6 separate regions of the Mus musculus genome follow, and regions 1, 2, 4, 5 and 6 are each linked to region 3. Evidence: chromatin contacts called from public ChIA-PET, HiChIP or PLAC-seq, Micro-C and promoter capture Hi-C data. All regions are on one chromosome and are shown on one strand. The core of a region is the stretch at or near the end of the contact, and the rest is flanking DNA. Distances in the headings are between cores, read along the strand shown. Region 1 has its middle 27 kb from the start of Clpb. Region 2 holds the start of Inppl1 (inositol polyphosphate phosphatase-like 1). Region 3 holds the start of Fchsd2 (FCH and double SH3 domains 2). Region 4 holds the start of Mrpl48 (mitochondrial ribosomal protein L48). Region 5 holds the start of Anapc15 (anaphase promoting complex C subunit 15). Region 6 holds the start of Numa1 (nuclear mitotic apparatus protein 1).

Evidence for each region. Promoter capture Hi-C pulls out the DNA fragments that hold promoters and counts their contacts. A called contact is a pair of places that touch in the nucleus more often than the background predicts. ChIA-PET counts read pairs in DNA pulled down with a chosen protein or histone mark. HiChIP or PLAC-seq counts read pairs in DNA pulled down with a chosen protein or histone mark. Capture Hi-C pulls out chosen DNA fragments and counts their contacts.
Region 1: a contact with region 3 is called in an RNA polymerase II ChIA-PET map of memory CD8 T cells, with 8 read pairs. The contact joins the enhancer-like site here to the promoter of Fchsd2 in region 3. A contact is called at or near these places in 4 of 39 promoter capture datasets (embryonic stem cells, hippocampal neurons and stem cell-derived epiblast-like cells) and 3 of 115 datasets of contacts at active chromatin or transcription factors (large pre-B cells, memory CD8 T cells and pancreatic cancer cells).
Region 2: a contact with region 3 is called in a Micro-C map of embryonic stem cells, with 8 times the contacts expected there. The contact joins the promoter of Inppl1 here to the promoter of Fchsd2 in region 3. A contact is called at or near these places in 2 of 39 promoter capture datasets (hippocampal neurons and liver) and 3 of 484 Hi-C or Micro-C datasets (all in embryonic stem cells).
Region 4: a promoter capture Hi-C map of neutrophils shows a contact between it and region 3, with 4 times the contacts expected there. The contact joins the promoter of Mrpl48 here to the promoter of Fchsd2 in region 3. A contact is called at or near these places in 1 of 39 promoter capture datasets (neutrophils) and 1 of 115 datasets of contacts at active chromatin or transcription factors (memory CD8 T cells).
Region 5: a contact with region 3 is called in a promoter capture Hi-C map of adipose tissue. The contact joins the promoter of Anapc15 here to the promoter of Fchsd2 in region 3. A contact is called at or near these places in 1 of 39 promoter capture datasets (hippocampal neurons), 2 of 484 Hi-C or Micro-C datasets (both in embryonic stem cells) and 1 of 9 other capture datasets (adipose tissue).
Region 6: a FOXA1 HiChIP or PLAC-seq map of pancreatic cancer cells shows a contact between it and region 3. The contact joins the promoter of Numa1 here to the promoter of Fchsd2 in region 3. A contact is called at or near these places in 2 of 115 datasets of contacts at active chromatin or transcription factors (memory CD8 T cells and pancreatic cancer cells).

What each region holds. Positions count from the first base shown.
Region 1 is chr7:101,634,660-101,638,388 of GRCm38.p6, reverse strand. No RefSeq gene overlaps it. Among named protein-coding and RNA genes, the nearest start is that of Clpb, 27 kb to the left of the region's middle. Within about 2 kb of position 2,063, at least 24 of the 459 cell types and tissues checked have an H3K27ac peak or open chromatin away from gene starts, as enhancers often do. A contact at or near this core is called in memory CD8 T cells, where this site is marked.
Region 2 is chr7:101,836,306-101,840,171 of GRCm38.p6, reverse strand. It overlaps Inppl1 (inositol polyphosphate phosphatase-like 1), which reads left to right and starts at 2,348. Exons shown (of 29, transcript NM_001122739.1): 1 at 2,348-2,451; 2 at 3,221-3,601. The coding sequence starts at 3,420. It overlaps Gm10602 (a long non-coding RNA gene), which reads right to left. Exons shown (of 2, transcript XR_003946663.1): 1 at 2,755-3,866; 2 at 1-1,370. It overlaps Folr2 (folate receptor 2 (fetal)), which reads left to right. Exons shown (of 5, transcript NM_008035.2): 5 at 1-184.
Region 3 is chr7:101,107,402-101,111,326 of GRCm38.p6, reverse strand. Fchsd2 (FCH and double SH3 domains 2) reads right to left here and starts at 2,552. Exons shown (of 20, transcript NM_001146010.1): 1 at 2,288-2,552; 2 at 491-588. The coding sequence starts at 2,308.
Region 4 is chr7:100,581,297-100,584,925 of GRCm38.p6, reverse strand. Mrpl48 (mitochondrial ribosomal protein L48) reads left to right here and starts at 1,796. Exons shown (of 8, transcript NM_198831.3): 1 at 1,796-1,936. The coding sequence starts at 1,916.
Region 5 is chr7:101,894,172-101,898,178 of GRCm38.p6, reverse strand. Anapc15 (anaphase promoting complex C subunit 15) reads right to left here and starts at 1,848. Exons shown (of 6, transcript NM_027532.4): 1 at 1,729-1,848; 2 at 362-446; 3 at 108-237. The coding sequence starts at 384.
Region 6 is chr7:101,968,489-101,972,404 of GRCm38.p6, reverse strand. Numa1 (nuclear mitotic apparatus protein 1) reads right to left here and starts at 2,562. Exons shown (of 25, transcript NM_133947.3): 1 at 2,436-2,562.

The DNA of each region.
Region 1 (3,729 bases), core at 814-3,313, 530 kb before region 3:
ATAAATTCCACATATGGGAGAAAACATTTGTCTTTCTTTATCTGTCTTATTTTGCTTAACATGAAAAAGACAAAATTACTTAACTGAATAAAACTCTACTATGTATATATGCCATATTTAAACAAATTGTTTTACTATGTATGTGAGTATGTGTCTTGAATGCACATGAGTATGTGGATATATGTCCCTGTGCACATCTATGCAGATCCAGAGCAATACACCAAGCATCTTCTATTGTTTTCTGCCTTCTGCCTTGAGACAGTATCCCATACTGAACCATAAGCTCACTGGGCTGGGCTGATTTGCAAGTGATCTCTCGGGTTCAACTCCTCTGCCATCCAACCTGGGGTTATAGATACTCTCAGGCATGCTCCAATTTTCTTTTCTTTTCTCTTTCTCTTTCTCTCTCTCTCTCTCTCTCTCTCTCTCTCTCCCTCCCTCCCTCCCTCCCTCCCTCCCTTCCTCCCTTCCTTCTTTCTTTCTTCCTTTCTTCCTTTCTTTCTTTCTTCCTTCCTTTCTTTCTTTCTTTCTTTCTTTCTTTCTTTCTTTCTTTCTTTCTTTCTTTCTTTCTTCCTTCCTTCCTTCCTTCCTTTCTTTCTTTCTTTCTTTCTTTCTTTCTTTCTTTCTTTCTCTCTTTCTTTCCCTCTAGACACAGTTTCTCTGTGTTGTCTTAGCTGTCCTGATACTCACTCTGTAGACCAGGCTGCTGGCCTCAGACTCACAGAGATCCACCTGCTCCTGCCTCCCGAGTGCTGGGATTAAAGGCCTGCCCCACCACCACTCAGCCTTTTTTTTTTTTTCTTAACATGTGCTGTGAGGATTCAAACTCAGGTCTGCAGGCTTGCAGGGTATCTCCTGAGCCATCTCCTGACCCACACATTTCTTATTTACCCATCTGATGATGGCAATGTAGGTATAGAACATGTTTCTTGGCTGTAATGAATTTTTTACATGTCTTCTATTCTTTCTTTATCTGATATAAAGTCTCAGTCTGTAGTCCAGCTGTTGTGGATCTCATGGTCCTCATGCCACAGCTTCCTCAGTGCTCTGATTATAAAGTAAACAACAATGCCCACTTTGCATTATTTTCCATCAGAGCCTAATGTTCATTCAAGTATAAATGTCAGTCCTTTCCCTATCATATCCTTATATTGTTTTTGACTCTTGGATAAACAGTACCCTTACAACAACTAGCAAACAATGGTTGGAACCTATGGCGGACATTGGAAGCCTGTGGAATGCACACACACACACACACACACACACACACACACACACACACAGGAACACACACAAGCACGCTAGTATGAGTGCATGTGTGTGTTCCTATATATACATATGTATATGTATGTATATGAGAGTTTAGCTTCTGAGTAGAATGACATTTCTTCTGCTTTCTTCCTCTCATTTCATTTAGAGCTGGACAATAAGTACGTCTTTGGTGCTGCAGGTTTAGACAGCGAAGCTGCTTCTCCATTCTGAGCCTAGAGATTGTATGCATACTGTTGATTCTTTGGTGTAGCTGGGAAATACACGTTGTTTATTTTGTGATTCTTTACTTTTCCATTTGTGTTTCTTTTCTCTCTTTGAGTAGGAAGCTTACCCCTCTTTCCAGCAATGAACACCCCCCCCCCACTTCACTGCTGTGTAGAACCAGACCACAAACATAGACAAGGACAAGCAAGTTTTAGGCCTCCTGTGCCCAGGTTAGATCTAGGATTTTCTGGGGTACTGTTATCCAGAAGGGGGGAAATGGTGGACAGAGAACAGAGCTGGCTTTCTGGAATCCAAAGGATTTTGAAGCCATTTGGATAGAATCAAAGGCCTTGGTGGCAGAGAGTGGCCACATGTACACTGTCTTAGTTAGAGTCTCTATTGCTGTGAGTAGACCCAATGACGAAGGCAACTCTTGTAAAGGAACACATGGGGTTGGCTTACAGTTTCAGAAATTTAGTCTATTATTCTCATGGTGGGAAACATGGTGGCAGTTGGGCAGACATGGTGCTGGAGAAGGAGCTGAGATCTACATCTTGATCTGCAGGCAGATGAAGGGAACTGTGTGCCACACTAGGTCTCATTTGAACACATGAAACCTCAAAGTCTACCCTCAGTGACCCACTTCCTCCAACAAGGCCTAATAGTGCCACTCCCTGTGAAAAAGCATTCAAACACTAGAGTCTATGGGGGCCATTCTACTTAAACCGCCACATTCACCAAACCTCTTTCTTTGCCTTCCTGGCATATTCTGGGGCTCCCTCTCTATTCTTCCCGGCAGGAGTGTGTGGCCATAGGACTGGGTTCTGCCAGCAGAGTTTGAGAAGTAATGTTTGGCATCTCAAGATGTTCTCACATAAGGGAAATTGGTGAAACAGAAACAGTCACCCAGCCTGTTCACTACTGCCCAGGGCGCACACCTGTCGTCTCCTTCCTCTCCTTTTATGTATAATTTTAGGTGTCTCCACAGACACAAACCACACATTACTTCATGCTCACTTTGGAGTGACAATACAGTTACTTGTGTCCTCTGTGTCCAGCTCCCAGTTCAAGATTCCTAGCTACAACCTGCAGCCAGAGTTCATAGTATTTCTCATGATATGACTATTGACAGACTATCCAGCAGCTGCAAAGCAAAGTGTCTCCCTCTGACTCTCTCACAGTGCTTTTTCCCTACTACTGGGCACCCTCTCTGGGTGATAGAAATGTAAGGAGTTGGCAAAGTGAGATAAGGACAAGAGATAATTGTCTTGGTCTCTTTGGGTTGTGACCTCTGCAACACTGATGGAAGGGATTCGTGGGACAGTGGCATTTGCCATGCAGGCTGAGAGATAAAAGCTACCCTCAGGTTGTACTCCTTGTTGGGTTCAGTGAGAACTTTTGTGTTTTTCTAGTAAATCACTATCCCTTTCTGCTCATGCCCAAAATCTTCGTGTTTTGTTTATTTGATTTTTGAGACAAGACCTCATGTAACCTTGAATCTCTTATGTCACAGAGGATGACCTTGAACTACTGATCCTTTTACTGGAAAATGGGGGAAGGGTATCACTCTAGCATAGGCTGACCTGGAGTTTACCCTGTGGTCCAGGCTGCCTTGGAACTCATGGCACCTTCCTACCTCAGCATGAGTAGCAGGATTAATAGGTATATGTTACCTGTGATGGTTTGTATGTGCTCGGCCCAGAGAATGGCATTGTTAGACAGTGTGGCCCAGTTGGAGGAGTTGTGTCACTGTGGGTGTGGGCTTTATGACCCTCATCCTAGCTTCCTGGAAGGCAGTATTCTGCTAGCAAGCAGCCTTCAGATGAAGATGTTGAACTCTCAGCTCTTCCTGAACCATGCCTATCTGGATGCTGCCATGTTCTCACCTTGATAATGGACTGAAACTCTGAACCTGTAAGCCAGCCCCAATTAAATGTTGTCCTTTATTAAGAGTTGCCTTGGTCATGGTGTCTCTTCACAGCAGTAAAACCCTAACCAAGACAGCCCCTCATCATACCCTGGAATGGGACCCTGGAATAGGACTCCTGGCCAGAGACGGGCCTCCAACACCCTCATAAGCTGTCCTTCACCCTCACAAGCTGTCTTTCTCCCTCAAAGCTGGGCTGCCAGTCACTCAGCCCCTTTCACTTCCCTTGCTAACCACACCTGCCCCGACTAAAGCCACAGGAGCGCCTACATTTCAATTTTCGTTTTCTCTGCACCTTTGTGTGTTTCTTTTTCTCAACAAAGGTG
Region 2 (3,866 bases), core at 1,099-3,598, 730 kb before region 3:
GTCAGTCTTCCTCTCTAGATTTCTCCTCTATCTACCCTTGGTCTGGTTCAACTCTTCAAAGAATAAGGAAGTCTTGAGCCTGCTTCCACCCCTCTCCTCTGTCATCCAGTTCCTGATCCATGTTGGGGGTTGGGGTTTCTACAATCATTTTCAATAAATCTATGACACATCTGGGCCTAATGAATTATTGTCACTGTGAGCTTGTGAGTGGGTGGGGACAGATCCTTTCCAGTCAGAGTAAATAGTGTTTCAAAACTCACCATCACTATACAAATGTTCATTGTAAGTTCCCTCCTCCTAGAAGGTGGATGAACCGAGCGTCTGTGCTTCAGTAGCCTGTAGGAATCTAGTTGCTTCTCAAATAACAGGAAGATCCAGGATTTTTAAATTATATCATTCTCAAGCATTATCCCATCATGGGCTGAGAACATAACTCAGTTGGAAGAGTGCTTGCCTGGAGAGCTTGAGTCCAACAAAAACAAAAATACATCTCAGGGGGCTGGAGAGATGGCTCAGTGGTTAAGGCCACTGACTGCTCTTCCAGAGGTTCTGAGTTCAATTCTCAGCAACCACATGGTGGCTCACAACCATCTGTAATGGGATCTGATGTGTCTGAAGACAGCTACATTGTGCTCATATACATTAAATAAATAAATAAAATAATTAAAAAAAAAAACAAAAACAAAACACATTCCCTATTCCCATCATGTGTCTGCTTAGCTCTGTTCTCAGCTTACAAAGGGGAAGCTGGAAACGGGAGTCCAGCAGAGATTCTGGAGAAAGGGGTAAAAATTCACACTGCCTACTATGATATAGATTGACTGGGTTGGGGTCCCTTGGACGAGGATAGTCCATTAGGAAGTCAATCTGGAAGATACAGAAGAAACAAAAGCTTGCATTTCGCCCAGTGCTGTATCCTACTGATGAAGCCAAAGAAACTATTAGTGGCTTCCCAGAGGCAGAAGCACCCTCTAGCCTTCGGCTAAATTGTATTTGTGTTTATTCTGAGTGTGTGCCTAGGTGTGTGGGCTGCATGGATGACTTGGCACAGGTGTGGAAGTCAGAGGACAACATGCAGGAGCTCTCTCCTTCCACCACATGGGTCCCTGGGGTTCAACTCAAAGTCTTCAAACTTGGCAAAAGCGCCTTTACCTGTTAAGCCATCTCACCCCAATGACACAGTCTTTAGCATCGCCGTCCTCTCAGGAAGCTGTAAATATATTGATTTTGGAGGGTCGTGACAGCTTTTCTCCAACTCGTTCTCCTTTCTTTCTTTGAGGCCACATCTCTTATGTAGTCTTGGATGGGCTGGAAGTCTAGACCAAGGAAGCTGGCTTACAACTAGGTAGAGTTCCATTTGCTTCTGCCTCCTGTGGGTCGGGAATACAGGCATAGGAAAGTAAGACCCCACTGCACACCCCCGGGATCTGGGGTGGGCGTCCTCCATTCCCGGCGGGAGGAGCTGGGTACAGATTGGAGGATGTTACTTTATTTAAGCCCTGGCAGGACCAGGAGAAACAGGTAGGTGGGTGGAGGATCTCTGTTTTTGTATTTATCTGTTCTGGAAGGTCCCTACAGACCCGTCACGTCCCAGGCTTTGTTCTAGATGGGTTAAGCCAATGCAAATTGGCTTATCCTCTAAACAGAGGGAAACTCCTCAGGGTTGACCCCAGGCTCGGTCAACAGGTTCAATTTACCAGAGCGAAAGTTCTCTCCCAGGTTAAAGGGATGCTCCTGACAGACTCTAGGAGTTGGTGGTTGTAGGCAAGCGGCTAGAGGCCTGCGCCTTTAAGGAGCCAGGGGGCAGAGGGGCGGGGCAGGAAGAGAAATCCTTGGAGACGCCACCACCATCCAGGTCTTTTTTTAGGGGGGAAATAGGGCGGGCCAAAGCCCTGTTTGGGTTCCGCCCCGTCTTCTCCCGCCGGGTCCCCTTTTCCGCCCCAGGGGTCGGTGGATGGGAGGTCTTAGCAGCCAGAGTCTTAGGAGCTCCCTGCTCGCACCTGGCCCACGGAAGCGCAAGTTTGTTGATTTGGAGGGAGTAGCCGGAGCGGGGGCGGTGCTAATAATACCCGTTCAGTCCCCAGTCGCGCTTTACAGTTTACACAGCTGTCACCTTCGTTACTCCTTAATTAATAATAAAAATAGCCGCCGTCCCGGAGCGCACGCTGCATGCCAGGCCCTGAGCTTTACAGGCAGAGCCCCAATGAGCCCGCCCTCGTAACGTTACCCCAGTTATCGAAAGCGAGAAGCTCGGGCGCACTGAAGAGCCAAGGCTGTCCCGAGGTCACTCTGCGGGCGTGCGGCGGAGACCGGGACGCGGGCGGACGAGGCGGGGCGCGGGCGGGGCGGAAGGCGCGGGGTGCGCGGTGGCGGCGGATGGCCATCTTAAGTGGCCGCGGGGAGTCCAGGGAGGCTTCCCCGGGCTAGGAGTCAACCCGAGTCGCCCTAGAGGTGGGGCCTGCGTTCGGTAGTTGAGGCTCTGAGACTTGAGGGAACTTTTTTTCTAGGTAGTCGAGGGGGTCCTCCTGGTCTGGGACTGCAAAACCTGGGCCTGCGGGTGTGGGGCGTGGTGCCAGGCAATTTGGTGGAGATGGGGGAAGGGTTTTGCCAGGCTGGAGGGCCTGCGGGGACCGGTGCGTGAAAGGCACCTCGAGCGCGCGCGTATGTGTGGGGTGGGGTATCGGATCTCTTTGGGATCTTGTGGGATGTGTCAGGAATCGTTTTGGGGGGTTCAGGTCTGAAGGGGCCTCTGACCTTATAGGAGTTACGAGAACTTGTTCTCTTGGATGTTGTAGTAGTTGTGGATGTCTATCCTGGAGCCTTGCTTTCCGAACCTTGATCCCGCAAGGCTGTGGGGGTGCCGAGTAGAAGAGATGTGTGTAGTAGAATCAGATTTGCATAGGGATTAGGGGTCATCTCATTGCGAATCGTTGGAAGGATTGAATTCACCAGCGAGAACTTGGACTCACAAGTTGTCCCGGAGCGGGTACCGGGGAACTGGATCTTCTTGAGGTGGGGGGACAAAATAATTGTGGGACTTGGGAGGTGCTGGTCTTGCGGGTCCTGTAGGGCTGTCGGAGCATCGTCCTTGCCGAGAGAGGCTGGGGGCAGGGGCGGCCCGGGCTCTGGGCCGAGTGGAGGGGGAGGGGACCGGCCAGCTCCTAGCTCCGTTCCCGCCCCTCCCCCGCCGCCTCTGAACAAACTTTTCTTTCTCTTCAAGTTGAGGCCGGCGCTGCGGGCGGCGGCGGCTGCGCGGAGATCCAGGCGGTTGGCGCGGCCAAGCGTGGAACCCACATACTGGGTTCTCTCGGGCTGGTGGATCCTTAGTCCCGGGACCCGGGCCCAACCTCGACTTCAAGCTTCCCCGGGCGGATGGCGCGGAGCGGCAGGCATCGGCGGCGCTGAGCCCTGCGTGGGCCATGGCCTCAGTGTGTGGGACACCGAGTCCCGGGGGTGCGCTAGGCAGCCCGGCCCCAGCCTGGTATCACCGTGACCTGAGCCGCGCTGCTGCGGAGGAGCTCCTGGCTCGGGCGGGCCGCGATGGCAGCTTCCTGGTGCGAGATAGCGAGAGCGTGGCGGGGGCCTTCGCACTCTGCGTCCTGTGAGTAGGGCGGGCACACGCCGAGTGTTCCTTGGTTGTGGTGGCAATCGTGGTAGTGGGGTGACTGTAGCTGGTGGGGCTGCAGCCCTGTCTCCAGGGGAGACCTTGACTTTATCGCTGGGTGGAGGAAGGATACAGGGGAGCACTTCCTGCTGTGCCTGGAGCACTTTCTGAGGCCCGAGGCCAGAGTTCTGAAGCTCAGGGTGGGTGTGATGGCAAGAAACAGTGGCAGACGGCGGTAGACCAGCTTAGACTTTCTCCCAGA
Region 3 (3,925 bases), core at 1,303-3,802:
AGATATTAACCACTAACCACAAGTGTCAGCTTTAAAATGTTAGAATTGTTAAAGCCAATAAATAACTTGCAACTCAGTGAAAAGATGTAAGAATTTCCAGTTGAGTGATTACAAACTAACTGATAGACTCTTTTTTGAGACAGGGTTTCTCTGTGTATCCCTGGCTGTCCTGGAACTCACTTTGTAGACCAGGCTGGCCTGGAACTCAGAAATCTGCCTGCCTCTGCCTCCCGAGTGCTGGAATTAAAGGCATAAGCCACCATGCCCAGCTCTAACAGATAAGACTCTTAAGGCCCTCATTTTTCTACAGTGTGTGTACGTCGAATTTAAACTGTGTTAGTTCCTGTTCTAACTTCCAGCTGAGTCGAAATTCTACAGCCTGAAAGCAGGAAATCCAAAAGGAAATTCCATCATCAGATCCTAGGGCTTGGCCACTCAAGGGTTCTGGGCAGCAGATACAGAAGTTCTCCAGCTCCTACTATAATCTTACCTCATGTCTTCAAGTAAGTCACATTCTGCCTGATGTTTGGCTTGAAGTTTTGTCATCTGCTCACCTTGAATGTTTCTCAGCTCTTGTGTAACTTTCACCTAAAACACAGTATGTATTTATGAAGGCTTTTACTACAATTTGAAGGAAAAAAATTACTTAAAGAAGACACTATTTGTTAGAATGTATACTTCTAGTTTTCCTATCCCCAAAGACCAAAAAGTTCGTATTTCCCATCCAATTTTATTACTTAACTAAGTTTAATGAAAAAAACTAGCCAGGGAATGTAAGACAGGGGCTGAATAAAAATTCACAAATACAAAAAAAAAATTTGCAGTTTAAAGGGGTGCAAACTGTCATTCTGCTTTCTCTTGCTTCCCAAAGATTCAGACATTAACCACAGGAGCAGGGAGCACAGATGAGTGTACCTAATACCTAGCGACCAAAATGTACACAATCATGAAATAATATTCACGAATAAACTACATAAAATATTCCGTAATGGCTGCAAGAAAGCACACAGTCTCAGAATGATGCCCTCCACTCTGACAGCACATCAAATCATAATCTCTTTCTCACAAAGGAGAATGCAAAAGTGACCTTCCAGCATATGCAGGGCTTTTAAACTAACCCAGCAAGCCAGGCCGGGTGGCAGCCCACTTCAAACAGAGAGAACCGCCAAAGCCAGCTGGCTGGAGCCATCCTCGCCAGGCCGGACCCTGGGATTTCAATTGGTGTGTGATCGTGGTGGAATCCCGACCACCAGAGCAAAGCTACATGGAGAGGTGGGGTACACGTGCAGGGGGAAAGGGGGAGGATCAGTAACTGGGCAAAAAAATCAGATTAAGAAGAGAAAAGAAAGGGAAGCATAGATGATGAGTTACTCATAAGGCAAATGTTTGCCCACAAGGGAAGGATGTAACTGTCTCTACCCACTGCTCAGAGTAGATACCTAGTATCCATCTGAAAGATTTAAAAAGGCAAGGACACAGCCTTGGCAGTGCGGAAAGGTGTAGAAGGGAGCAGCCGAGTTGCTGGCAGCCCCAGAGCACCGTCACTGCCACCCAGGCCATCCAAACCCCAACCGTAGTGCTCAAACCATGCAACGCCAGGTTCTGGATTTCGTACTGGAAGCTCTGCTGTTTTCCTGGCCCCCTAGCCCGAGGCGGGGCAAAAGGGATGGGGGGTGGGGGTTAAGCAGGACCCGTCAATCCTTAATTTGCTTTCCCTTGGGGTGGGAGGGCGGAGACCGTTCCAACTTCTTTTCCGCAGCCCCGTGGGGGGAAAAAAAGGCCAAATCTTGAGGCGAGACTTGAAACAAATCCCCCCGCGAATTTGCCAATGGGTGGAGTGTCGACAAGCGACTGGAGGGCTCGAACCTGGCGCAGACTAAACAATCCGTCACGCACAAGGCTCTGCAAATCTGCAGGGGCTCCCCCGCCTCTCCCCCATACAGCTCTGAGAATGCACTTTGCTCTGGGCAGCACTGCCATGCAGACAGACACACACATGCATGCCCGAAAGAAAAAAAAAAAAAAAAAAAACTCCAGCGAGTGTCTCGGGGGGAGGGAGGTGTCCTCCCTAGTACTGAGGAGCACTGGCCGCCCCTCCGTCAGAAAGACACCCCGTACACGCGACCCCCTGCTTGGGGCGGGCGGCAACTCTGACAAGCCAAGAAGCTAGAGTGGTCACGGTCCCTTGCGGGAAGGGGGAGGGGGCGCAGCGGTCGCCCCAGCCGCGTTCTTTGTACGCACCGCCACCCCCCAAATCTCCAAAGCCCCCCGCCAGCTGCGCCCTTACCTTCCTCGGCGGCGGCTGCATGATGCTGAAGGGACATCAATCCTCCGCCCACCCCTGACGGCGGCGTTTAAAGGACTGTGAGGGTGAGGAGGGTTGGAGAAAATGGGGCGGCCCAGCAAGCCAGGGCGCGCGCTTGTGTGTGTGTGAAAGGAGAGCCTGGGAAGGAGAAGGAAGAGGAATCGGCCCGGAGGCTGCGAGGCAGGCGAGCGGCAGGAGCAGCCGGGTCGCAGCGAGTGTGGAGAGAAGGAGGAGCGCCGGGAAGGCCTGGGGCCCGGGCGGCCCGGGGGGTGTGTGAGGGAAGGAGGCGGAGACGGCCAGGGGGCGGGGGCCGCCGGGGGGGGGGGGCTCGCGGCTCGCCGGGCGGCTGAGGAGGAGCGGCCGCGTCGTCCGCGCTCGCCGCCTGCCGCGGCCCGGCTGCAGCTGGCTGACGCGGCGGCCCCCCACCCACTCGGGCAGCCCGGCCCTCGCGGTGCCCAACGCCCCCGCCCGGCCCGGGAAGGAGGAAGGCGGCGCCACGCTCCCCTGTTAGAGCTCCGCCAACCACTCAGGCCGCGGGAATTTCCGGCCCCTGGCGCGCGCCACAGCGCCCCGCTCCGGCTGCAGAGGGGATGCGCTCCCGGCCACACCGCCTGCTTCAGAGTGGAGGGGGGGAGGTTAGCCAGGCCGCGCCACGGGGCTCCGGATCTCGGTGTGAGAAAGGGGGAAACTTCACGGATTGTTCGGCCGAGGGGAACGGTGGGGACGGGAACGGGACTCGAGAACTACCCCAGTTCTCTCCGACGATGGAACGTTCCGGACGCTTCCCGTCCTCCCTCCCCCCACACCGAGCAGGCAGCTGGGGGCTTCCCGCGCGCCTTCCCGCCAGCCCGCTGGGGCGCGCGACTCCTCCGGGAGCGCGCACGTGGGAGGGAGAGGACTCTGCTCCGACGCACGCGCACAGGCCGCCCCCGCCTCCCGCCTGCATCTGCGGCTGCACAGTTTGTGTGGGAATTTGGCAGGAGTCGAGGGGGGCTAGGCTCATAGTGGGATTGTTTGCAATAAGGAAGGAGGTACCTAAGAGGATTCGGGATTTTGCTTTCTCTCAGTCCCTCAGCGTACCCTCCCTCCTAGTCAGCTAAACGTGCACTGAGAAATTTAGCATGAACAAGTCCTTTTACAACTAGCCGCAGGTGCCAGACCTATGCCATTGGAGGACAGGTGAAATAACCTAAAATTGCCAGGCAAAGGAATGGATGCCCTATTCCAGAGTACTTAGCCAGACCTCGTGGAGTCAACTGAGGAAAAGAATGAAAATCTCTTGAATCGGTCACTCCCATATCACAGATAGGAAGGCTGGTGTCCGCAGAGAATTGGAGCCATTCTCAAGGTCACATGGCATGCCTAGAATCCCAAGGGCTGAGTGTGAGGAGGGGTATCTTGCTTGGTGTTAGGGCGCATGCCTAGCAGCCAGAGAGGCCCTGAGTTCATCACTAGCATGGCAGAGGAAAGGATTAGGTGAGATTAAGAACCATAGGGAGACAGCAAGGGCCATGGAGGAAGCCTCTGAAGGAAGCCCTTGTCTGGAAGGGAGGACTTCTAGGTCAACTCACTTTGCCTGTCCTGAACTACTTGAATAAACTCAACCTCATCTGGCAATGA
Region 4 (3,629 bases), core at 547-3,046, 530 kb after region 3:
ACTGAATCCCCAGAGGTGGAGTTGCAGAAGGTTATGAGCCTTCTGATCTAGGGACAGAGAACCTAACTCAGGTCCTCTGCAAGAGCCACAAGAGTTCTTAACTGCTGAGCCATCTCTCCAGCCCTTTATTTTTCGTTTTTGTTTGTTTCATTTATTTTTTTCAAGACAAGGTTTCTTTGTGTAGCTCTGGCTGTCCTGCAACTCATTTTGTAGACCAGGCTGGCCTCAAACTCAGAGATCCACCTGCCTCTGCTTCCCAGTACCAGGATGTACCCCACTACCACTCATGCTCCAGCCCTTATTTACTAGTTTTGACACTTTTTCTGTGTTAAAAACAGCAACAGTAGCAAAATAAAGTAACCGTTGCACATTCGTTATTTCACCCAATGCTGACTTTATTGTATGCCTCAGGTACTCCCTCTGTACACAGAGTTTATATGCCTATCTTGGTGACATGAATTTCTTATTGCTCTGTAATGATTTAAATGTGCCATTTAAGGGCAGGAACCACAAGCTATTCATTTTTGTGTTCCCAGGATTCCATCAAAGGACTGGCAAAAGGTATTGCTAATTAAATAGTTGGTAGCTGAGTGTAGTGGCCTAAGCTTGTTATCAAAGCACCTTGGAGGCAAATACAAATTCAGAGCCAGCCTGGTCTACCCTGAGAGACCTTTGTCTGTAAAATCGAGCAGTTTCTCTCCGGGAGGCTTGTGAGGAATAAAGCGAGCTACTGAATATGCCAGCAAGATTTTGATGAAGGGACCCTGGTCTCATATGAGGCTATGTCAGTGCCTGGCAAATACAGAAGTGGATACTCACAGTCATCTATACGATGGAACACAGGGCCCCCAATGAAGAAGCTAGAGAAAGCACCCAAGGAGCTGAAGGTCTGCAACCTTATAGGTGGAACAACAATATGAACTGACCAGTACCCTCAGAGCTCGTGTCTCTAGCTGCATATGTAGCAGAAGATGACCTAGTTGACCATCACTGGGAAGAGAGGTCCTTTGGTATTGCAAACTTTATATGCCCTAGTACAGGGGAATGCCAGGGCCAAGAAGTGGGAGTGGGTGGGTAGGGGAGCAGGTCGGGGAGAGGGTATAGGGAACTTTCAGGATAGATTTGAAATTTGAAATGTATATAAAGAAAATATCTAATAAAAAAAAAAAAAGAAGAAGAAGAAGAAGCCAGGCTTGGTGGTGCATGCCTTTAATCCCAGCACTTGGGAGGCAGAGGCAGGCTGATTTCTGAGTTCGAGGCCAGCCTGGTCTACAAAGTGAGTTCCAGGACAGCCAGGGCTACAGAGAAACCCTGTCTCAAAAAACCAAACCAAAACAAACAAACAAGCAAACAAAAACAAAAAAAGAAAAAAAAAACTGTGAGCTACTGAACGAAAAGTATTGCACATCATGGCCTCTCAATAAAAGATAATTATTCTTAATTACTATGAGGATATGGAACGCTAGGAAAGTTCACCTGGGGTTAATCAGCTCCAAAGTCGAGGTAACAAGTCAAGATTTGCATACGAGACGCTGGAATAAATTAACCAGACAGGATCTGTGTCCTAAAGGAATTCAATCAAAATAGAGAAGAGAGACATTAAATAATATGTAGTCTCATAGGTGAGATACCAAAATTATGTGAAAAGCACTCGGTAACAAAGACGGCAATCCATACTGCCCAGAGAAATCACAGGGAAGGTGACAGGAGCTGGGGTGAGGGTGGAATCTGGGGAGAGTTTTATCCCTTGGGTTTTAAAAACTTCCGGAACCAAGATGCTGCGTGAGCAGAAAGCGTCTCGGTAGGATTTGGTGGACGGACGTGATGAAGACCTTTCCGGCCCTGTTTCCAGACGCCTGGGGTCGTGATTGCTAGGGTGGATCTTCGGTTTGCTCAGAAGCCGCTGTGGTCGAGAATGAGCGGAACCCTGGGAAAGGTAACGCAGATTCCACGCACGTAGGGAGCTGAGGAAAGCGGAAGGGAAAGCAGAGCTGGAAGGTGTTTGCGTGCGGACGTTTAGGCCTAGGACTCTGCGAACAGGCCTTTCCCAGCAGTCCCTGCGGCGCCTCACTGTCAATTCTTTCCCCGGCCCAGGGCGAGCTTGCCAGTCTCGTGCCACGCCCCCTCCACTTGTCACCCTCGCTGCCTCGTGCCTAGGAAAGGGAGAGTCCCCACACACGGAATATCGTCCCCTTAAATTGTCTGACCTTGGGCAGGTCATCTACTTTTTACATTTAATCATCTTTTAAGAGAATCCTCGCTGAAGTGGTTGGGATGTGAATGAAGTTACTCGGTGATAAGAGGAATACAATAATGATAAATTACACTTTTGCTTACAAAATCTTATTTGAGAGCATTTCATAAAACCGAGCGAACCAACCATTTCGTTTTGTTACTCTTGGCTTCCAAAATATTAAGAGACTATTGCAGAACCAGGTGAGCCTTCTTTCCTTTTATGAGACGAGGTCTCATCATGTAGCCCAGACTGCTCATGACACAAGTCTCCTGCATCAGTTCCCCCCAGTGCTTGGATAACAAGTACGCATCACTACCCCAAGCCACACTACCATTCTTAAATCTGGTCCTTGTTTTTCTCTTCCCTTAACAAAGTTACCAGATCTCAGTTGGTCTTTTCCACTTGTGTCATATTGCTTAGGTTGTTGTTGTTCCTGTTCTCTTCGTATTGGGGTTTTATTCCAGGCATTAATTATAGAGACTTTATCACCATAATGTATGTATAAATCAATATGGTCATTGCCATTTTTGGATGTGGGACTACCCTTGAATGTCTCTAAATTTGAGTTTCTCATCCCATCCTTCATGAAGGGACCCACTAGTTCTCTTTAGCCAATTTGTGATAACAGGTCTGCTGCAAAGATAATAGAAATAAACTTCAACATTCCATTCTATTCTCTGGTTCTATTTATCTTCTTTCCAAGGAAGGAAGAGAAGATCAGTATGCAAGGAATATAATTTGCAATAGTGCAGAAGAATCCATGGAAACCTGGCACTAAGGCCATCATCTAACAAAGCCAGGAATTGGGGTAGTGTCTTTAATCATAGAACTTGGGAGGCAGAGGTAGGAGGATCAGGAGTTCAAGGACAGCTGTGATTATAGATTTAGTTTGAAGCCAACCAACCTAAGCTACTTGAAACCTGACCTCAAAAAGTAAAAGAAAAAGAAAAACAAGCCCAAAAGTATAATAGAGGATACTGCAAATAGGAATGGGTGTTTTGTAAGGGATGAAGGATGGTGCTAATAAGAATGTTGGTATTTTGTAGTCATTTGTTTAGTTTTATTTGCTCTTCACATATTATTATTAAGCAGTCCTAGCTGACAGAAAAGGTGTGGAAATTCAAATGTCAGTAGTTATAAAATCTGTGTTCCTAATAACCTTCATGAAGATAGATTTTGAGAGTCGATACAGTCATAGTAGAAGAATGCTGCCAAAGGAAACACTAGAAACAAGATCAACTTTTATGAGAACTTAGAAAAAAGACTTGAAAGCATTGATTTTTGTATTCAAATACTTGAGGCATTAGCTCTAGTACCGACTGAGGACAGTGAGGATAACGTGAAGCTTCTGGGATTCCACTTTGGTGCCTCTTCATCTCTTCCTTCTCTTTTG
Region 5 (4,007 bases), core at 599-3,098, 790 kb before region 3:
AGCTTGACTATTCCCCACAGAGGAACCTTTTTCTAAGCAGGTCTCCAGCGTAAGGCAAGCTCACGGCCCGGTGGTAGACCTCCATGCTGCACTGGGTCCTCACTCACCCAGGCCTGATGCTGCTGCTCCTGCTGCTGCAGCTCTGTCTCCTCCACACAGGGTCGGTCCAGATTAAACCACAGTGTCTCAGTCACACGAGGGAAGAGTGACGGGAACAAGGTGGACATGGCTCCTAAGCTGAGGGAAAGGGTCACGTGAATATGTTTTGTTTTGTTTTGATGCAGTTGAAATTTGATTTAGGGATAGGGTGGATTGGGTGGGTAGCAGAGAAGCTGCCCTGCCCTCTTGAAATCAGACAGACCTGAGTTTGAGTCCTGGCTCCATCACTTACTAGCTCTTTGATTTTGGCCAATACACTTAACCTCTCTGGGCCTCAGTTTCCTCATCTGTAAGAATGGGGATAATTAAAATTATATCATCCTCAGTTATTACGACAAACAAAGAAAATAATGAGTAAAGCTGTATGTTGCTTAAAGAGAGAAGAGACTGGGAGCCAGAGATGGAATGTGGCATTGTGATTATGCACAAGATTAGCAATAGCAGAGATCTAGTAAAATTCATTTTAAATACACACACACACACGCACCACAAAACTTATTTTTTGCTCTTTTGATTCATGTCACATCCAACCAGTGCAAAATGGTGTGGACATGAACCACCTCTCTCACCAACCAGTCAAACTGCAGTACACACAACCAAGGATAAAAGAAATTCTCAGAGGGATGAGTAAATAACAAACAAATGAAGAATGAACTAACATGGAAGAGAACAAAATCAACTCTGTGGGCTGAAGCTGCTGACCAGGAAGGTCACCAAGAAGCTGAACTAAAACGCCCTGGCTCACAAACCCAGTGACATGTAGAGCTTGACTTTGGCCACACACTCGATGGGGGCTTAAATCCTACGCAAGGCAGGGATCCTGGCCCAGCACTGTAGGAAGGGCACAGGAAAAAATAGAGTTGGTGTCTACCTTGGTGTTTCCCCCTATTTTTAGTAAATGAAACAGGGTTACAATATTTAGCCCTGACTGTCGTGGAATTCTCTATATAGACCAGGCTAGTCCCAAACTCACAGAGCTCCGCATGCCTCAGCCCCCGGATGCTGGGATTAAAGGCGTATACCAGCCCCCACACCCGGCCCTACTCTAGCTTTTGTTCCAACTTAATTTGACCCACGCAGAACTAGACGCTGTCATTCCCTAGACCAAAGCCCCCCCAGGTCCGTGTGATGGGGGAAAAAAAAAAAGGCGCGTCCACCACGATCCCGAAAGCACTGACAGATTTTATATACTAAAATTCTACCCACCACCGCCCATTCTTTGCTCATTATGATAATGACTGCGAGATTGACCAACAGGAAGGAGGCAGGGGCGGGTCTCCGTCAGGATTTTGACCTTATAGGGATGCTAATCGCAAAATGCGCGCGGCCTGGCCGAAGCCAATTAACTGCAAGAAATGCTGGGTGACAGGAAGTGAAACCAATGCATGACGGACCATGTGCGATGGGTGGGGCTTAGACTCTAGGAAACGGCCAGTGAGCAGGATGTCTTTAAGAGTAAAAATGGGGAAAATGAACTGCTAGGGAAGCGAGTCAAAGGAACTGGGTTTCTCTGGAAGCCGGAAGAAAGAACAAGCAAGGAAACGGCAGCAGTCTCGTTTCCGCACTTACCGCGCCAAGAGCCGGCAGCCGGCGGCGACCCGGAAGCGTTTCCCCAGGTCTGAGCGGAAGAACCCACCAGAATCCGGGACTCACTAACGCATGCGTCTTGCGTCTCCTTTTGTTTCCCGCTTCAACACCGAGCCGGAAGTGATGTTGATGTACTTTAGTTACGTACTAGTTGGGGGAGGACCCTCGCTTGCCCCGCCTACCTGTCAGCTCCTCCTTGAATCTCCAGCGGCAGGGTTTCTCCAGGCTAGCCCCTCGCCTGCGTTCGACTAGTCCCGCCCTCCTGCCACTCGGCGGTGTTTGCGTGTTAATCTCCTCGAAATAGTATGGTTTCCAGAAATGTTCGCTTGTGTGGATGCCGTGTGTGCTGCTGCGTTCCAAGAAACATCTGTTTCTTCCCTTCTGTTCTCTCAGACTCGGTTTTCTGTTTGAACCCTTCTCCTCCTCCTCCTCCTCCTCCTCCTCCTCCTCCTCCTCCTCCTCCAACTCCTCCAAGATCTATTTATTATATGTAAGTACACTGTAATTGTTTTTCAGACGCACCAGAAGAGGGCATCAAATCTCGTTACGGATGGTTGTGAGCCACCATGTTGCTGGGATTTGAACTCGGGACTTTTGGAAGAGAAGTCAATGCTTTTAAGCGCTGAACCATCTCACCAGCCCCTCTTTTCTTCTTTTTTAATTTTGGTTTCTCGAGACAGGGAACTCAGAAATCCACCTGCCTCTGCCTCTGCCTCTGCCTCTGCCTCTGCCTCTGCCTCTGCCTCTCTGCCTCCCAAATGCTGGGATGAAAGGCATTCGCCAGCACTGCCCGGCATCCATTCTTTTCTTTCTGAGAGGATACCTTGAACATGCTAGACAAGCCTCTGTCATGGAACTACATCATATTCATAATATTTACTTTTCTTTTTTGAGACAAGGTTTCATTGCGTATTCCTAACTGGCCTGAAATTCACTATCTAGACCAGGTTGGCTTCGAAGTCTTCCTGTTGGTATTAAAGCTGTGTAACACCACGCTGGCCTCTTTTTTATCTATTTAAAATTTTATCTTATGTATATGTGTGTTTGAACATCGTGTGTGTGTGTGTGTGTGTGTGTGTGTGTGTGTGTATGCATGTGTATGTATGTGTAGGCCCAAGAGTGATGCTGGGAATTTTCCTCAATTGCTCTTCTATCTTATTCTTATTCAATACCACAAGTCCCTGCTATCGCTGGTCTGACTATCCAGGTTCTCTGAGAATTCTCTGTCTTTACAGAAATTACAGGCTGGTTGCCATAACCATCCAGCAATCATGTGGGTTCTGAGGACCCAAACACCAATCCTGGCTTCTTTTACAACAAGCACTTTAACCCCTAAGGTATCTCCCCAGGCCTGTACATTCTTTGTCTACGCTGTTTCTTCTGTAACTAGCATGATAATCTGCCTGGTTTTCCTCCTGTTCTTGGCTCTGGTGAAGAGTGATGAGATAGAACTGTTCAAGAGGTTCCGTATGTGCTTCCTATCAAATCTGATTGTATGGCCCAAGAGGTCAGCTTCAGCTTCAAACGTTTTCAAACGTTAGCAAGCTCTGCTTATTAAAATTGTAGCACTCAGGGACCTGAGACAAGAGGATGTGAAGTTCAAGATTAGACTGGGCTATGTAGCAAGCTCAATGCCAGCCTGAAATGTATAAGCCCCTGTCTCTCACAAAAACAGGTGCAAATTTTAAAAATAAAAATAACGGACAGTGAGATAGTTCAGTGGGTAGAGGCACTTGCTAACAAACCAAGGACCCAACTTCAATCCCTGGACCCACATGGTAGAAAGAGAAAGCTGCCTCTCACAAGTTGTCTTGTGACCTGCATGTGCACACTGTAGCAGTTCTCTGCTGCCTTGCACACCAAATAAATGTGCATCAGAAAAAAATTGTTAACTAGATGTAGTGACAATGTTGGTTTCTTTAAAAACACAGAAATATTGTAAGAATCTTTTCCTGGGGTTTGCAAGTATGGCATCTTGGAAGGTGAAGCGGCACATGCCCCGCCCCCACGCCCAACCCCCAGCATTTAGAAGGCAGAGGTAAGAGAATATCTGTGAATTATAGGCCAGCAAGGCTACATAAAGAGACCCTGTCCCAAAATAGAAAATAAATGAACCCACAAAACCAAATATATGTGCATCACTTCTGAGCAGTGAATATACATCAGTGAACAAATAGACCCTCCTGTGGTGGCAGCTTTTGTTCCAGTGAGAGAAACAATAAAGAAGTTACAAATAATATAAATAACAGTTTTAAGATCGG
Region 6 (3,916 bases), core at 1,313-3,812, 860 kb before region 3:
GTGTCCTCTGGCTAACAAAGGGGCTGAGTTGTTTTGAGATGGTTTTCCTTTAGTTTTTTTCAAGACAGGTGTTCTCTGTGTAAACCTGACTATCCTAGAACTTGCTCTGTAGACCAGACTGGGCTCCAATTCAGAGATCTGCCTGCTTCTGCCCCCCAAGTGCTGAGATTAAAGATGTGCACCACCACCATTCATACCAAAAGAAAAAAAGGGGGAAAAAAGGCCAAGAAAAGCATTATCTTTTCTCTATTATGGGGGAAAGCCCTGAGTAGGCTGTGTGGACAAGTCAATTGTTTCTCAGCATTTCTGCAATCAAAAGCAAATGAAGTTACTGGATGAATTCTCTACTTGCTCTAAGGCACTAACTTTCAGCTCAGGCCTCTCCCTCTGCACATACACCACTCTCTTTGTAACCTAGATTTCTGACTCAGAGTCCTGAGAATCTGGAAAGGAATGAAAAGACTTCAGGAAAACCCCACATTCCGTTGTTTCTTTAAAAAAAAAATCGTCCTTGGTGACTCCCACCTCTAGAGCACTTTGAAAGGCTGAGGCAGGAAGATGGCTCTGAGTTCTAGGGCAGGTAAGGCCACATAATCAAGAGGAGAAAAAGGGGAAAGAGGAGGAGGCAAAGAGTTTTTTAATGACCTAAAAGCCTCAGGAGGACTGAGAAGCCCCCAGAAGTAAGTAGGCCCATAACACCTAGGAACAGGGACGCTCCTGACAAGAAAGTCCAAACACCAACCCTTGAGTATTTACAGTTTTGAGACTGCAGAGTACAGATCTGCAGATGCAATCGCCAACCTTCAAAAGTTCCCTTTTCTGCCCTATAAAACCCCAAGCCCTTTGTATCTCTTCAGCCTCCACTCCCCAGAGAGCCTGCTGCCCTTCATTGTTCTAATTAAAGGACAATCTGCTTCTGTTGAGGTCAGTCTATTTTCACATTGCCGGGCTTAATCAGAGCTAACAGTACTGACACCTAGTCCTTTCCCCCATATTCGTAAGGTCATGATCGGAAAAATGTTAGCAGAAAAGTTGCAATCATGAACTAGACTGCGGCCTACAGGCAGATACTGTGTGAAGTGCCTGCGCAAGCGCACATACACAGCCCTCTGGGGCAGTTCATCAGCACCTATCCCCAACCACTACATTCACACACTCAGATCCCTGGCAGCTGACAAAAATAAAAAATAAAAAAAGACACGTTTTCATTGTCCAACACCGCAAAAACATCTAGGACCACACAAGGAAACAGGGAAGCCCTCTACTGGGCCGTCTCTATAGCTCTAGGACAGGCGCACACATTACTCCCTCCAAACAAAAACACGCTGACATCTATGAGGGGAAAGAAAGGCGCCAACTCCCGGATGTTGGCAAGCTCTGCGCAGGGCCAGCGCCTGTTTCTCAGTGTTTACTTGCTCTCCCTTTCCTCTCCCTCCCCTCTAAGGATGGCGCAGCAAAGGGAGGTGAGGGGGATGAACCACCCCACCCTCTCGTCCATTTTTTTGAAAAAACAAAACAAAACAAAACTAACCCGAGAAAGAGTGAGGGAGAAAAAGTCTTAGTGCTGGGGGCCTTACCGGACTCCTAAAGCCAAACGTATCTACAGGTTTTAATCCGCCATTAGCATTTAAATCTTGAAAGGACAGGGGTAGGGGGGGGCAGTGGAAAGTAACCCCACACACAAAAGAAAAGTTGTTGGGTTTCTTCTCAGTCGGCCAGGCAGAAGCAATCTTCCTGGCTGACAGCCAGAAGTGCGTCACAGCCAGGAGTCTGCTTTCTTTAAAGGCACAGCGAGCTTCCGCGCGGTCTGGGAGCAACAGCGAAGCCAAGAGCTCGGGGGGGGGGGACGGGGGGGGGACGACGCCTACCAGGAGGACCCAGGTGAAGCCTGCCCGTGCCCTAAAAACTGAGCAGGACGTGCGGGGGCGGGGAGAGTGGCTAGGGCGCAAGCCCGCAGGCTCCATTGCTGAAGGGAGAGCACGCGCAGCAAGGGCTGGAGGCTGTGGCGTAAACACACAAAAACGCACCCGCGGTGGCCGGCCTCACCAACCTGAGATGGCCAGGACACTCCCCCTTCGCTGCTTTCCAGCAGGGCTTAAGGCAGTAGCAGTGACGGCCTGTCCACCTCCGAGACCAGCCCTATCGGGCAGGCCCAGAGCCGCCGAACCCACGGCCAGCCCCTGGCGGGAAAGGCGCCCGGCGCAGAGGAAGCCTGGGAGCCGAGCGCAGGGGAGCCGCACGGCGCAGGCCTTGTACAGGGGCAGCTTCCTGCGGCGCGGCGAGGGGGGCGTGTCTGCAGGCGCACGGCCGCCCGCCGGCTCCCCGCCACACAAAGCGCAGGCCTCCTCAGAGCGCCCTGCCTGCCCGCCCGCCTGCCCGCCCTAGGACTTGGCCACCCTAGCCTGTTCTCCGCAGGGAATCTCTTCAGCCCCTACCTTCTGCGTAGCAAGGCCAAGATGCCATGCTGTGTGCCTGCTCCTCCCACTCCTCCACCCAAACGAGCGGCCCAGGCAGTTTCTAGCCGCGGAGCGTAGGCCTCGCTCTTCTGTCCCGATAGCTGCGCTATTGTTGACTGGAATGGCCGCCAAAATCCCAGCTGTGCTGCCAGAACCTAATCCGCTGTTCCTGTGGGCATTTGTGGGGAGGGGCCGAGGGGCCAAGGCACAGTTCTGAGTATGGCAGGCGCTGGCTAGAGCCCTCAACAGGCACAGGGACTCATCATCCTCAGAGTCTGCTGCAACTATATGACTAAAAGAAATGTCACACTCAGACAAGATCTCGACAGCGTTGCCACCCACTGGACACCTCCTGGGATAGTTAAAGGAATTCCCTCACTTTACAACTAGAAACATTTAATGAAGTATGTGTAATGTATTGCTATTAAATATTGTTAATACCCATACAAGAATTATACCCAACGTCTGAGCTAGGGTTACAATTCCACAGATCAGAAGTGACTACAAGTTTTATCCCAAGATGGTACATGTTAACTCATATAAAAGATGTAAGGAAACTAACCAGTTTAGATGAGGGAAGGATTAGAAAACTGAAGTAATATTTTAATCTGGATCTTCAAGCACAAAATCAAATTTTTCCTCTCGGGAAAGGGAGAAGAAAGCAGAAAGGTGTGGTAGCAGTGAGAGACCAGGTGTCAAAGGTGAACTGAGGTCAGAATTGGGAAATCTTGAACTTCAAGGATTCAAATAAAGGATCTGGGATGGTTTTAACAGAGAGCTGTGGTATGAGCCAGATTAACCTGACAAAATGGTTCTCTGGCAGCAAGGTGAGCTAGGAGGCTACCCAATAGATAGGAAGGTGTTGAGGACACGGATGGTAGAGAATAGTTAAAAGAGGAATGAGAAGCATTGAGGAGAAAGAAGCTGACAAAAAGCAGGAGACTCAAAGCCACCATGGTGCTGTGTGCTTACAGTCCTGGCAAGTGGGAGGTTGGAGCAGAAGGCCAGCCTGATCCACTCACTACTAGAGTTCCAGCCCAGCCAAGGCAGAGTAACAGCCTATCTCAAACAAGACAAAACTAGGAGGAGCAACTGTACCGGGAAGAAAGTACATGGCATATGTGAATCACATGTGAGGAGGAGATGGGGGTCTGAAGAAGAAACAGGATATAATAGATAGTAGCTAATGCTTACTAAGAACCTACTAACATGCCTCAAACCATCCTACTGACCTATTGGGCATCATTTCATTAGGCTTCAACACCTCTTTATGAAGCAGGTAAATTACCACTCAACTTTAAGATGACTTTTTTAAAAAGACTTATTATTTATGTGAATACACTGTCACTGTCTTCAGACACACCAGAAGAGGGCACTGGATCCCATTACAGATGTGAGCCACCATGTGGTTGCTAGGAATTTAACTCAGGACCTCGGAAAGAGCAGTCAGGTGCTCTTAA